Regions from separate parts of the Danio rerio genome. Here region 2 is linked to region 1. A link is a contact called in public Hi-C data. All regions are on one chromosome and are shown on one strand. Each heading gives the region's core, a stretch centred on a gene start, on an enhancer-like site or on the middle of the called end of the contact. The rest is flanking DNA. Distances are from core to core; before and after follow the strand shown. Region 1 holds the start of ttc23 (tetratricopeptide repeat domain 23). Region 2 overlaps igf1ra (insulin-like growth factor 1a receptor).

Region 1 (6,968 bases), core at 2,452-4,951:
CTCATTTTAACTATTACACTGCTGCAGGACTATTGCAAAAAGCCGAGTACTCATCTTTCGCCGGTAAATGCGTTGAGCAGGGCTGTGGACGCACGTTGGACTAGATTTTGACGGGAGCAGGTTGTGAAGCTCAGTCCAGATGTAAACCTGAAAAGAGGAGGTGTGAACCAACAACAGCCTTGAGGGAGTGACACGAACGCGCTCCTATTTTTGTAGTGCTTGGGTTAACCTCTCTGTCGCCAGTCGAGTTTGTATTTAAAGGTTCCCTATAAGATGGAGATGAATGGAGCTTGTTTTTCAGTGCCCTGAATTTTTGAACATGTAGGCTCAAGATGTCGTACAAAAACATGTAGCATAGGTTCAAAAAGTGGCATGTTTGGATCCCCCTAAAACTGAAACAAATTCCAAGGAGTAGGCTTGACCTTTTGTTTAAATTGTCAAAAAGAGATGGACGGGAAATTAATAGCTATGCCCACTTTAATAGTGCAAACTCTAATACACTATGGTGTTTGTGTGTCTGATACACAAATGTAAAACAGACTGCACTTCATTGCATAACTTTATGAAGGCTGCCTACACAGGTGAGGAGTGAACAGCAAACAACTCAAAATGACAAAGGCAATGGTGATATAACCAACATAATGTGTATGAGTATAGCCAGACAGATATCTCTAATAGTGGGTCACTGCATGCATCTGTGGGTAGTAATGGTCAACAGCAAGATTTTAGGCCTAAATTAGCCTAGTGTCGTCCAAAATCTATCTATCTATCTATCTATCTATCTATCTATCTATCTATCTATCTATCTATCTATCTATCTATCTATCTATCTATCTATCTATCTATCTATCTATCTATCTATCTAACATTGCAATAGTTTTTATTTTGCAAAATATATTGTGATATGAATACAATTTCATCAGTTGACCTAATATCTCTATTTGGAAAGAATTTATAACATAAATAAACAATCTATAAATCTATTTTTTGGGGTCCCCCAGCCCATTTTCGTTGTGGTCTGTGTTATTTGCGGTGCATTTCTGTATTTGCATGTGTTGTGAGTATTTTCATGAACAACAATCTCTAAATACAATCAAGAAAAAGATACAATTGAAATAAAGTGTTTTATTGTTGCTCGAGTCTAACAGTATTGTAACTGAATGATAAAAATAATTCAATAAACTTAATTATAGTTAAGGACACAAATGGTACAATTTCTTATGCCTGAATGCTTTTAAAATCATACAATCACAGGCATCAAAAACACATGCAAATGATGAATATAACACAAACTCAACATTGAATCATTTATAAATTAATTTATCCACCAAATGGAGAAATATAATTTCTGTTATTTGTTGTTTGTTTTCCCAGTGATGGATTGCAGCTGAAAAGGCATCCGCTGTGTAAAAACATATGCTGGATAGGTTGGCGGTTCATTCCGCTGTGGTGACTCCTGATAACAGTTTTTCTCAGTCGCTTTGGTGCATTTCTCACAACACTATTTACATTTGCACAGCAGTCAATGCATTTCTCAAAACAATTAGTACAAATTGCAAAACCTAGCTGATAACCTGCATTATTCCTCAAAAGCAAGTATTCCAGTCAAATGGCTTTATCATGTTTGCATTATGACAGTGTACTCTGCACATTTTTTTCTAGTGCAAAAAAAGTCAGATTTTGGTGACACTTCCTGAAAATGCTCAAGACAGCACTATATACTATTTGTACAGCCATTTGAAAACTGCAGTAAAGTTAGACATCACTGCATTTAGTGAGGTATCTGAGTACAAGACACTGAAAATGTAGGTTTCACATTTTTACTGCATTTGCTCTTTGAAATTCTAAACTATTCACAGCAATATGCAAAAGAATAAACACAGCCTTATTTACAACAAACATAAACTTCCTTTGGGTAGAGCTGTGCACAACTGTAAACAATTTAGCAGTACATATTGGAACTGAACTTTCAACATACACAGGTCTGTAAATCATTCATGAAATTGTTCAGTTTAGAAGACATTTTCAAGAAAAAAAATTACAATTTTTATAAATTATTTTAACAGATTTTGACAACTAGTTCAACATTTTTGTATGTAATGACTCGAGTAATGAAATGAGGTCTATTAGTTTAATATGGAATGACTATTCAGCATTCACAGGTTTAGTTCATTTTGACTGACATGACATAAGCAAATGATGATTTTATAAAATAGCAGAGAGTTGTATAAGCAATTAATGCATGTCCAAATGCATCTGCAATTTGTTGAAAATAATGAGAAACTACTATGAAACTACTATGCTACTATGATGTGCACAAATGACTAATTGTTTTGAGAAATGCATTAACTGTTGTGCAAATGTAAATAGTGTTGTGAGAAATGCACAAAAGCCACTGGGAAAAACTGTAATATCTTAAATGAATTGCTCACTGTCCTTAAATGTTTCAGTCTTAAATATTTTTTAAGTGGTATTAAACCCTCAAGACGACTGAATGCTCAAGGTTGTAATTGGATACCTTTGTTGTTTTGCAGGCTATATAAGACCTGTTCATAATGCACTGCATGTCAGCTACCCACAATGTGGGCTTATGATAATGTGGTTCATGTTTTTTTCAAAATAGATGGCCATTTGCAATACATATACTCAGCAATGGGGTTTTAGTTTATTTATAGGCTACACAATCCCATTGAAATCCAATTTATTATCAGAATCAGAAAGAGCTGTATTGGGATGTTTACACATACAAGCAACTTGTATTCATGTATTCTGTTTCCATAGTTCAACAGAATGAGAGTACTGGACAAAAAAAATCACAGATAATAAAGGCATTAAGAAAGAAAGTAGTAAATAGAGAATAAAAATATTTTACAAAATTGAAAAATGTATGAACAGGTATATCACTATATACAATATTGTCTGTAATTTATTTATGTATAATTTAAAGTATTTATAATAAACTCTGCTGTCAACATGCATAAACGGTTTTTCTTTCTGCCATAAATATAAATGGATAACCTAACTATAGGTAACCTAATAAAGTCCTTCAGGTTAGCACTCCCTCGGTTAACAATTTAGCAATTTTACTAAAAACTATTAACAAAGACGCTGAGCGGTGTGGTGGCTTTGAATTAGGTAAGCTAAATTGTCCATAGTGTATGTGTGTGAATGAGAGTGTATGAATGTTTCCCAGTACTGTGTTGCAGCTCGAAAGGCATCCTCTGTGTTAAACATATGCTGGATAAGTTGGCAGTCCATTCCGCTGTGGCGACCCCTGATTAATAAAGGGACTAAGCCGAAAAGAAAATTAATGAATGAATTAACAAAGACTATAGGACACTTAATATTTAGTAGGCTACTTAAATGGGACCTTTTTTCTATAAATGCAGTATTATTGTAAATGTTAAAAATTTGATAAACGCATAAGATATTGAATTAGATAATCATAAATTATTACTATTTTTACGAGGTACTACATTTTAAATATTCAATTATAAATGAGCAATTTCCAACATGTACATTATTGGAAAGATTTAAAATACTTCTGAAGAAATTTACTGCTAAAAATATAAAGGTTCAGATGTATGTAAGAACAGAAGCATTATGGCGTTAAAATGCTCAATTATTATTTATCAATGTAGTGACTTGAGAGTCACATGACCCGCCCATGTGTAGGAATCAGCCAATCACAGCGTTTGTTTGGGTTTCGTGATAGTCGTTTCTCGGTTGCACAGGCACAGCTCTGACTTCCAGTGTGCCTGAAAAGATCGTTGCAGTCTTTGAAGAGCAATATAAAAGAGAAATCATTCTTACCATCAATCAAAAGCCGGCTTGTACTGTAATTTGACTGCTCAGTGTCATTTGCCTTCGCCATTAAAATGAGCCTGGCACCGCACAGCGGACCGTTTGGCGCATCACAGCAGGACTGCTCAGTCACTGCGCTGGATGAATCGTATGTATTCATTTTTCTAATAGTTCAGTCAAAAACGGAACATTCTCTTATTATTTTCTCTTTCTAGTCGTTTAAAACCAGTTTGACATTATTTGGTCTGTGGGAAAACAAAATGAGGGGTCAGAATGAGATTGTTAGGGACTCCTCAGCTCTCAGCTCAACTCCTACTCTGACCAATTTCTCATTCAGATGCAGAAGTGCCATCTGAAATTGTCTTCTAAAACACACTTTTTCTTTTAGTTTTCTGTATGTAGGTTTTGTGATTTCACTTTAATAGCAGAGAATAGATTTTTTATTATCTTTAAAAAGTGAATTAGGTTTACAGAAACATGAGAGGCTGTGGTAATATATAGAGGTAAAGTTGGTTTTATATTCGCACATTCAGACTTTCCCCTTAATAATAAAAATTTATAAAAGTATTATTTGCAAACTCTAAACAGTGAAATCATATTACCCGCCAATGACTATCAAAGTACAACATTGTTCACAGTCAAACAAACAGTGTTAATGTTGTTTTCAAGTCACACTTGCATGCTAATTCCAATCGAATATTCAAAGTAACATGGTAAACAGTATAGAGACTTCTAAATGAATGAATATGTGAATATAAAATCAACTTTAACTTTACCGCTATTGGAAATATGCATTTTAGAAGAAAAAAATCAAATGGTACTTAATTTTTTTTTTTACATCCGAACTCCATGCAGTGAAAGGGGGATGTTTCTCAACACCTAATATTGTAGGTATAATTCATCATGTTTTGAAAAACTGCTTAGCTCAGAACTTTTGCAGATTCACCAGCTTCAACATGAGCAGCAGTGGCAGTTCTGGAGAATACCTTCAGGAAGCAGATTCAACAATAATCTCACAGAAAGAAGATGGAAAGAATTACAGCATGATTACTCCTGCAGAGAAACTATCTCTTTGTGAGAGACGGGCTCATTCTTTTGCTGATAGTGAAGAGGTATGCATAGAATAATACTGTGCTCTGCAATATATAAATTATGCGTTAGGTAACCATATTAGTCCCACAGCATATCAATAATACATTATCATAATAAAAAAAATCACACCAGGCATGTTCACAATAATGTATTCTCTCTATCTCTTTTAAATACTTCTATAGAATCATGGTATTTTCATTTGTCTAGTAGTTGATTGTTTGATATTTGTTTGACCTTGCAGTATGACCCATGTATCCAAGAGCTTATCCGCTGCCTGGCACTGAGCAGACTGGTTTATGGAAATGAGCATTTTGCAGTGGCCCAAGCCCAGTCAAGACTAGCTAAAGCTTACTTGCAATACAAAGGTAAAATTATTAAAGGGACAGTTCACCCCAAAAAATTGCTGTTTATTTTATCTCAGGTCCTTTGATTACACAGTTGTTTCAGCACGGACAAATGGAAAATCTACTATTTTAAAATTGCAAGAACGAGTTATCTAAATTTGTTAATGTGTGATGATTTTGGCTTTGAATTAATATTATTTGTTTGTGCGTAAATTTGATTAATATTGGTTTTATATATTCTGAAGTGATTTACCTGATTTAAATGTTATTATATCTTACGTTATTTATATCTTACTTATAGTCTTTATATTTATATATTATATGGAAACTAATTTTATATTTTATCACCTGTTGATTGCATTGTAAAGTGTTTTAATATGTATTGTGCCTGGGCCTGGAAATATAAGTGTGTTTGGTTTATGCGTTGAGCAAAAATATGTTGAAGTTAAAGCTTGTTTGCTTTGTTTCTGTTTTTTCCCCCTTTTTAATGCATTGATTTAGAACATTTGATTTTGGTTTACTTGATTTATTCATACATTTGTTGAATAGTAATTTTTTTCATAAATGAAATTATTTTAATAACTGTAGTGGGGTTTTCTAACCCTGGCGTCCAACCCATTTTATTAGCCAAATAAATACCGCTACAACATTAGTATCTGTCATGACTGCTGTTTAGACTATTGAGAAAATACACAACTGATTATTAGCCAAGGCTGCGGATTGAAGATAATAATGTTGTAAAAATGTACAGTTCCTTGCATCATTTAGCTTCATTAGTGTTTTTTCACTCAATTTACTGATAGCTGTTGACTTGCATTTTATGAATTACTAAAGATTACGCTTTCAGCTGAAATCTTTTTTCATGTTCTACTGAAGAAAAATAGCATTTTTTACATGAGTGTGAGTAAATTAATAGCCAAAAAAAGTCTGAACCTTTATTTATGTAATGCATTTAAATACATATAAATAAGAATAATGAACATCAAACATATTATCATTGAAACAAAACTACTCTGTTTGTCCTTCTCGTTTTCCAGGATGGGCACATCAAGCACAGGAACATGCATCGCAAGCACATGAAGTACTCAGTTTGTGTCAGCAGGAGGAGAGATTGAGCTGCCTTAACTGCTTTCTTTCCATACATCAAACTCATGGAAGTGCTGCTCTGCATCTTGGAAAATATCCTTGTTTACAAAAGCATTCATATTCATATATTATATTCTTAAGAGCATCTTTTAGGGATATAATATGTGTATTTGACATTATTAAACTTTGCCTTTGGAGTAGAAAAGAGTGGATAATTTGTCAAATGGACTGTTGTTCCAGATAAAAGTTCAGTTATAGGTTAATTGACCTGTTATGAGTTCTTAACTATGTGAACTTTAGCAGAAGCCGAGTCAAGCTTTCAGAAGGCAGAGATCGTCTTAGGAGACATAGTAGCACAAGAAGCCACTGGAAAGGAGGACAGACTGGCCACGGAGTATGAAATATTTACAAATTTAGCAAGGTAATTGAGCACTTTTATTTGGATTATTGTTTTGTCCGGCTGTAATATCATAGCTGAAATACCAAAAGGCACAATATAACAAAAAATTATTGCATTTTTTGAGAAGTACTGAAGTGTTTGCCTTTCTTTTAATCCTTTTATTTTCTTTCTTTTATTTTGATACCCTGCATAAATGTTCAAATCTAAAACTAAAACAAAAGAGACTAATTTTGTATTTGTCC
Region 2 (6,968 bases), core at 2,343-4,842, 110 kb after region 1:
AGAAACACAGTATCCCGATCAGGACGATAAAGCAAGAATATGTTCTTTTATTTATAGTTGGTGGCAATGGCGCACCTATTTCCACACTGCAGGGCTCTATGCTCAGCTATGCCAGGCATGGAGGATTTCCACTACGTCACAATAGGGCTGCACTGCCTAACTAGGAAGGTAATGGTGCATCAAAACACACTACATCTAAAGAACACATTTAAAGCAACATTTAACCCCAAAAGGATTTTGCACATCAGGCCATTCAAGATATTGGCTATTTTCCTCTTCAGTAGAATATTAAAGAGGGTCTATCATCCTCACAACCACCAAGAACAACCAAGCAACCAAACGGCAACACTTTAGCAACCACACAGGACACCGTAGTAACCACAGAACACTCTAGTAGCAAACAGTTACAAAACCTTAGCAACTTCAATCAACATCCTAGCAAACTCCCAGAATATCCTAGTAAATTAGCATTGTGGGTAATGTAGTTTTATACACCACAAAATGGCCGTTAAAAATGTACAATTTTGAAATGAGCTGCAAGTTTGTAAACAGAAGCCTTGCCGCCTCTGATTGGTGAAATTTGCAGCCAGTGCCATTGTGGGTAATGTAGTTTATCCACCACAAAATCGCCAAATAAAAATGTAGTTTTAAAATAAGCTGCAATTTTGTGAACAGATGCCTTGCTCCCTCTGATTGGTGGAATCAGCTGCAGCAATGTGGGTAATGTAGTTTACCCACCACAAAATGTGCTATTTAATAAGCACAACTTTGACATAAGTTGCAGTTTCATAATCACTTGCCTTGCTCCCTCTGATTGGTAGAATTTGCAGCCATGCAGCAGCATTGTGGGTAATGTAGTTTATCCACCACAAAATCGGCTATTAAAAATGTACAGTTTTAAAATAAGATGCCTTGCTCCCTCTGATTGGTGGAATTTGAAGCCAGCAGCGTTGTGGGTAATTTAGTTCATCTACTATAAAAACGGCTAATAAAATGTACAATTTTAATAAAAGTTACACATTTTGTGAACAGATTGGTGGAATCTGCTGCATCATTGTGGTTAATGTAGTTTATCCACCACAAATTCTGCTATTTAATATGCACAACTTTGAAATAAGCCGCAATCTTGTGAACAGATGCCTTGCACCCTCTGATTGGTTGAATTTGATGCAGGATTGTTGGTAATGTTGTTTAGTCACCACAAAATTTGCTAATAAAATGTACAATTTTAAAATAAGTTGCAATGATGTGGACATATGTCTCGACCGTTGTTTACAAAGTCTCAATAACTTAAAAATAAGTTTCCCTAGAAGGAAAATGGACACAATTGTTATGTCCGGAATCAGCCTGTCGTTCTCCAAACCATGAAAATAACTCTCTAAACATGAAGGTTACACATTATCTGGCCTGTTTATTGAAGCGGCACACTAGCGCAGGGCCCTGTGGCGTGACGGTCCTGATGTGACTGACCCTGTCTGCTCTTTTAAACAGTCATGAGGGACACAAGCACTCGCTGACCAGCCCTCCCTTTTCCTCCTGTCTGTGAGAGCCGTCGCTCAGACCACATGCACACTGCACCACGACACAAAAGTCCTCAGAAATGACATCTGGACTCATTATATAAAAGGTTAAACACAATATCTTCTGTATGGACGCAATTTTTTTAAGAGGAATGTGGTCAAAACAGCGTTATTATCCCCGCACGAACCCACTGACACACTTGGATGACGCTCTGTCTTAGGGTCTTAACTCAGTGGGCTGTGTGAAGAATAACTCGAATGTTGAAAACGGGTAATCTCAGAGCAGAATGTTAATCCTCTTGGGCTCGGCACCAGCCACAAAAACACATTTCAGGACAAAAAACGAAAACACGAGGGGATATTTTGCTTAAATTATATGATTCCTTCACTAGTGCAGTTTATTGTTTTGTTTCAATGTCAGCCATTTCTGTCTCCTTTTTTCATTAATGCATCATGTGCTGCTTGGATCACAGTTTAATGTGCTTCAATAGCATTCCCTAAAGCTGAAAAAAATGCTTGTGCGTCATGCTGCTATAGCACATGCGCATGTAGGGGGAGAAAAAAAAAAGGCTAGCCAGTCTTGAATTCCATAACACTCAAACGCAGCGCTGGAGCGAACGCAAGCCGTATGCCTAAATGACAGATTCATGCATCTGAAGGCAGATCTGACTCGAGGAGGGTTGAGGGATGTTTGTAATCTTAGATTTGGGATAATGTGACCCGGCGGCGAGAGGCCCCGGTGCAGGCAGACTAGCAAACGTCTCCTCTATGGTGCAAAACAAATCCACTGAGGGGAGACACAATAATGCAGACAGCCACCCTTATGCTGAGGCAACGAGCGTGTGTCTGGAGTCGTGCACGATGCACGTTTTGCAATAAAATATTGAGCATTGCTTAAATGGATATTGCTTCGCATCAGTTTTCTGATCATGCAAGATGCAGATGGATTTGTTAAGCAGTACTAGGATGTTTATAAAGGCTGAGGTGTCTAGACTGCAGCCATGCATTACGAAATCTAGATTCTTGAGGATTAATAACAACATAAGGGTGTGTAAAGATGATTAGGCAGAAACAATTATGAATTATGTTCAGTGGAACTGTATATAACGTTCTTCCTATGACTAATAATACTGTATATAATATAATATAATATAATATAATATAATATAATATAATAGGTCTTTTATAGCAATAACCAACCAATAACACTAAACAAATGTATAATTATTGTGCTTAATTGTTCTTCCCAAGCAACGATAAAAATCAAATTTTACTCATTGATTTAATTATAATGTATAAAACAATACATAAATACATAGGTAATACAGAAACATATAATAATGTAACATAATAATATCTAGTTGTTGCTTTCTAGAGGTTATGACTTACGTTAACAAAAAAAAAGATCGATATTGTTAGCATTATTAGAACCATTAATAATAATTATTAATAACTATAATAATGATTGTTACCTGTGTCTGAATGTGCATCATTTACTCAGCCCTACTTATATGAATGAAATTTATAATGTTTTTATACAATTATTATTTTGAAAATATTATTACAGGTTTTCATGCATGCGCAAAGATTATGTGAACATAAAAATAAAATAAAAATAAAATATTTTCTATTTTGTTGTTATAGATAAAAACATCAGGAATGTGAGTGAATGATTATCTGAAAGAAATAAAATATATGATAAAAATGAGAAAACAGTGTAAAACAAGTTTTAATAACATTAGATCCTTGAATATAATATAATATAATATCATATAACATAATATAATATCATATAACATAATATAATATAATATAATATAATATAATATAATATAATATAATATAATATAATATAATATAATATAATATAATATATAAATCTGTCTTTCACAAAACATTCTTCACAGACTTTAGGTTAAAAAAAAATGAAATGCTCAACACTACAAATAACCCTAGGAAAGAATATCTATTCATCATCACTGCTGTTACTGTAACTCAACTGTCTGATGTCTGAACTTACCATCAGCACAGCATGTTTTGATAGTAAATGCTGACGGGGCGGGGCTAGGTTGTGAACAGCTGGACCGATATGAGAGCAGAGGGGGTGGGACCACAATGATTGGCATGTCATTGACTGAAGTAGAGAAGTGGTAAACAAGTCCTGCTGGTGTGGGTAGAGGGAGGATAAGCAATGTAACAATCACATATGCACTTCATCCGATGGCTAGACTGCTCTACTTGACAGTGTGTGTGTGTCTGTAGTATATATATATATATATATATATATATATATATATATATATATATAAACTAAAAAGTGAAAAAATATATTGTTTTTTTACTTTGACAAAGCAAATATTTAAAAAAAAGGATTATATTTGGAATCTTTTTAGCTACTTTTTATTTTTAAATTTTCATTTTGATCTTACAGTAGCTCAAGCAAAGGTATAGCAAATTTGGTTTTACTTTTAACTACAATAAACTTAATATTACATTATAGCTACATATATAATTAAGAATTATTAGTATTAGATTAATATTTGTATAAGCAGTAAATCTATTAATTTTAGAATTATTTTTTAATCAAAAAAGATTGTTAAGATATGACAAAATATGCAACAATTGTTTTGACTTCAGTTCTCTTTTTTTTCTACTTGCACTGTAAAAAACTGGACCTTAAATTTACAGTAAATTACTGGCTAATAATTGCATTACTTTCACAGTAAAATATATTATGTAAATTCACAACAAATTACTATTACTACTAAAAAGCTACAAAAAAGTAAACAAAAATTAAATGTTTCAATTAATGAATCTGAGTTTTTAAAATGTAAATACTGCTGCACGTTGTTGGAAAAATTACGCATAGCGATATTTTTTTATTACAGGTATAAAGTAATTGAATAATCAAATGTAAAATAATACTGCAAAGTTTTCGTTTTATAAACAATTCCATAAAATTAATCATAATAATTTTTCAAATGCCTGAATGCATTTAAAACCAGCACACAGCCACAGGCCTCAAAAAACACAAATTATAATCCAGACTCAACATTGCATATACTTGCGATGTGACCATTTTGAATGATCACATTACGATATCAATGCTGAAACGATATATAAATGACTGTCACTTGACAAATAGAGGACTACGCATCGCATATTCAAGGCAAAAACTAGGATAACGCAAAGAAAAAGTTTGGGCACCTCTTCTTTACATAATTTTTAAAAATGTTGTTTGTTCAAACTGGGGCAACGCGGTGGCGCAGTATGTAGTGCTGTTGCCTCACAGTAAGAAGGTCGCTGGTTCGAGCCTCAGCTGGGTCAGTTGCATTTCTCTGTGGAGTTTTCATGTTCTCGTGGGTTTCCTCCGGGTGCTCCGGTTTCCCCCACAAGTCCAAAGACATGCGGACAGGTGAATTGGGTAAGCTAAAAAATTTCCGAATGTGTATGTGTGTGAATGAGAGTGTATGGATGTTTCCCAGAGATGGGTAGCTGGATAAGTTGGTGGTTCATTCGGCTGTGGCGATCCCAGATTAATAAAGGCACTAAGCTGAGAAGAAAATGAATGAATGAATGTTTGTTTTAAACTACTTATTTAAAATGAGCTGAAACAACACAATTCTTGAGGGTTTTTTTCTTTGGCGACAACCTAATTGCTTTATGTTCAATCCACTTAAATTTGTAAAACCTAACAAGTAAACTTAATTCCTTCATGTTCCCCCCAACACAAATTGATCTTGTGGAACCCAGTATTTTTTACAGTAATGATTAAAAAATTGAAACAAACCCTCAGACTCATTCCAAAGGATCTTCAACAGCAATATCCCGTACATCATCAAGTCTGCTAGCGAGCCTAAAGCGTTCACGTGTGTTTCAGCATGTGCTCTCTCAAACACTCTCCGGTTACACTGCTCGACCACCGCCACCCCAAAGCAGACCTGCGGTCCGACCCCTCACTCCATCAAGCCACATCCTCATATCCGGAAACACAATTCCACTCGGGATCATTGGAGACACTCAAAGAACCACAACAACACACAGGGGTGGATGTTTCCTTCGCTCAATCCCACAAGACCCATGAACCACATGAGGAAAACCAACAGACACACAGCCTGCTTCTGCAAACAGGTCACTGGTGGCGGCGCTTTCACAGAAACAATGGAAAGAGAAAGAGACCGAGGAAAATAACAAAATAGAAATGGTTTTTAAACAGACAAATAATAATATGAGAACATGTCCGTCCTGGCGTGTTTTATTTTAAGCGCAAATAATTTGTCTTAAATGATCATAAACACGAAAGTGTTACAAAAGTAATCGAATGCTTTCATTATAGATCTGTGGATTCTTAAAGTGACAGGTCTGTTATCAAACAAAACAGTGGATCAAAATAAGAGGCTAAATCCTCTTCACTAAAAACTGTAATAACTTTAGTCAATAATTAAACAGTGAATAAAAAGTTATTGAAATTTTATAAGTTAATTTAATTTCTGTATAGGCCAATGATTTTAATAGGCTAAAACTTTTATTTTCCATATTATTTAATGTCTGCTACATATTCTATCAATTGAAGCTAATTTAGGATTATATATACAATTAAACTGCTCTGAATGAACAGATTAAGGAGTTTGGGGTCATTTAAGAAGTTGTTGTTGGTGGTCATCCCATCTTTTTACATCCCAATGGTAACAGGTATGGGAATATAGTGTGAATAGTTTGTTGACGCAGTGTTGTAAAGCAAATATATGTACACAACAAGGAACTCCATATATGGACTGTAATGCATCTACACAAAATTGTTTGAAATGTGTTATGGGGAAGAAAAATAACTACTCACGATAAAGCGAAGCATTCATTTTCAATTGATATGCACTAAAAAATTATGTTTGCTGCTTATTTAACCAGTTAAACTGGCTTGCCATATCCAAATTTAAAAGCTTCCCAAATCCCAAATTTAAAAGCTACATATGCAGAGGTGTAAATGCAAAAATGTTATATCATTTTAAAGAAAACCCTTTGAATTTTCATAAAACACTATTGAAAGTGTTTAAAATATCTGTATATGTTGTCTGTGTTATAATAAACACCTAAAAAAAAGAGGCGCTTTTTGTATTTTTTTATAAACTCAAACTTGAAAGTGTACCTTTTAGGTTCTGTGTGGTCTAGCGTGCTGTAATTAATTTTACACATAATCTATGCAAAAGTTATTGTATTCCAACTAATGAGAGGTGCTATACAAGCCACAGGGACCGATAATTGTTTTCATATTTCACTATGTTTTTGTTTGATCAAACATAATTCAAACATAATTCAAACATAATTGGACCACATCAGATATATAAAAGGATTACTTATGCACATCACCTCAAAAACAGAGGAGAAATGGCCCTGAAGCGCACAGCATAAGGTAAGCGATGACAGCTGTTTGTGCTATCTGGGGCTGCTTAG

What was found. Hi-C and Micro-C count contacts between places; a contact is called where the count stands out from the background.
Region 2: a contact with region 1 is called in a Hi-C map of an unstated tissue, with 2.3 times the contacts expected there. The contact joins the enhancer-like site here to the promoter of ttc23 in region 1. A contact is called at or near these places in 2 of 18 Hi-C or Micro-C datasets (caudal fin and an unstated tissue).

What each region holds. Positions count from the first base shown.
Region 1 is chr18:22,210,553-22,217,520 of GRCz12tu, forward strand. It overlaps ttc23 (tetratricopeptide repeat domain 23), which reads left to right and starts at 3,702. Exons shown (of 11, transcript XM_073930314.1): 1 at 3,702-3,952; 2 at 4,745-4,916; 3 at 5,138-5,261; 4 at 6,278-6,419; 5 at 6,622-6,747. The coding sequence starts at 3,879. cttnbp2 (cortactin binding protein 2) reads right to left here and starts at 164. Exons shown (of 23, transcript XM_068214902.2): 1 at 1-164.
Region 2 is chr18:22,324,534-22,331,501 of GRCz12tu, forward strand. All of the region lies in intron 2 of igf1ra (insulin-like growth factor 1a receptor), which reads right to left. Among named protein-coding and RNA genes, the nearest start is that of synm, 70 kb to the left of the region's middle. Within about 2 kb of position 3,593, at least 27 of the 62 cell types and tissues checked have an H3K27ac peak or open chromatin away from gene starts, as enhancers often do.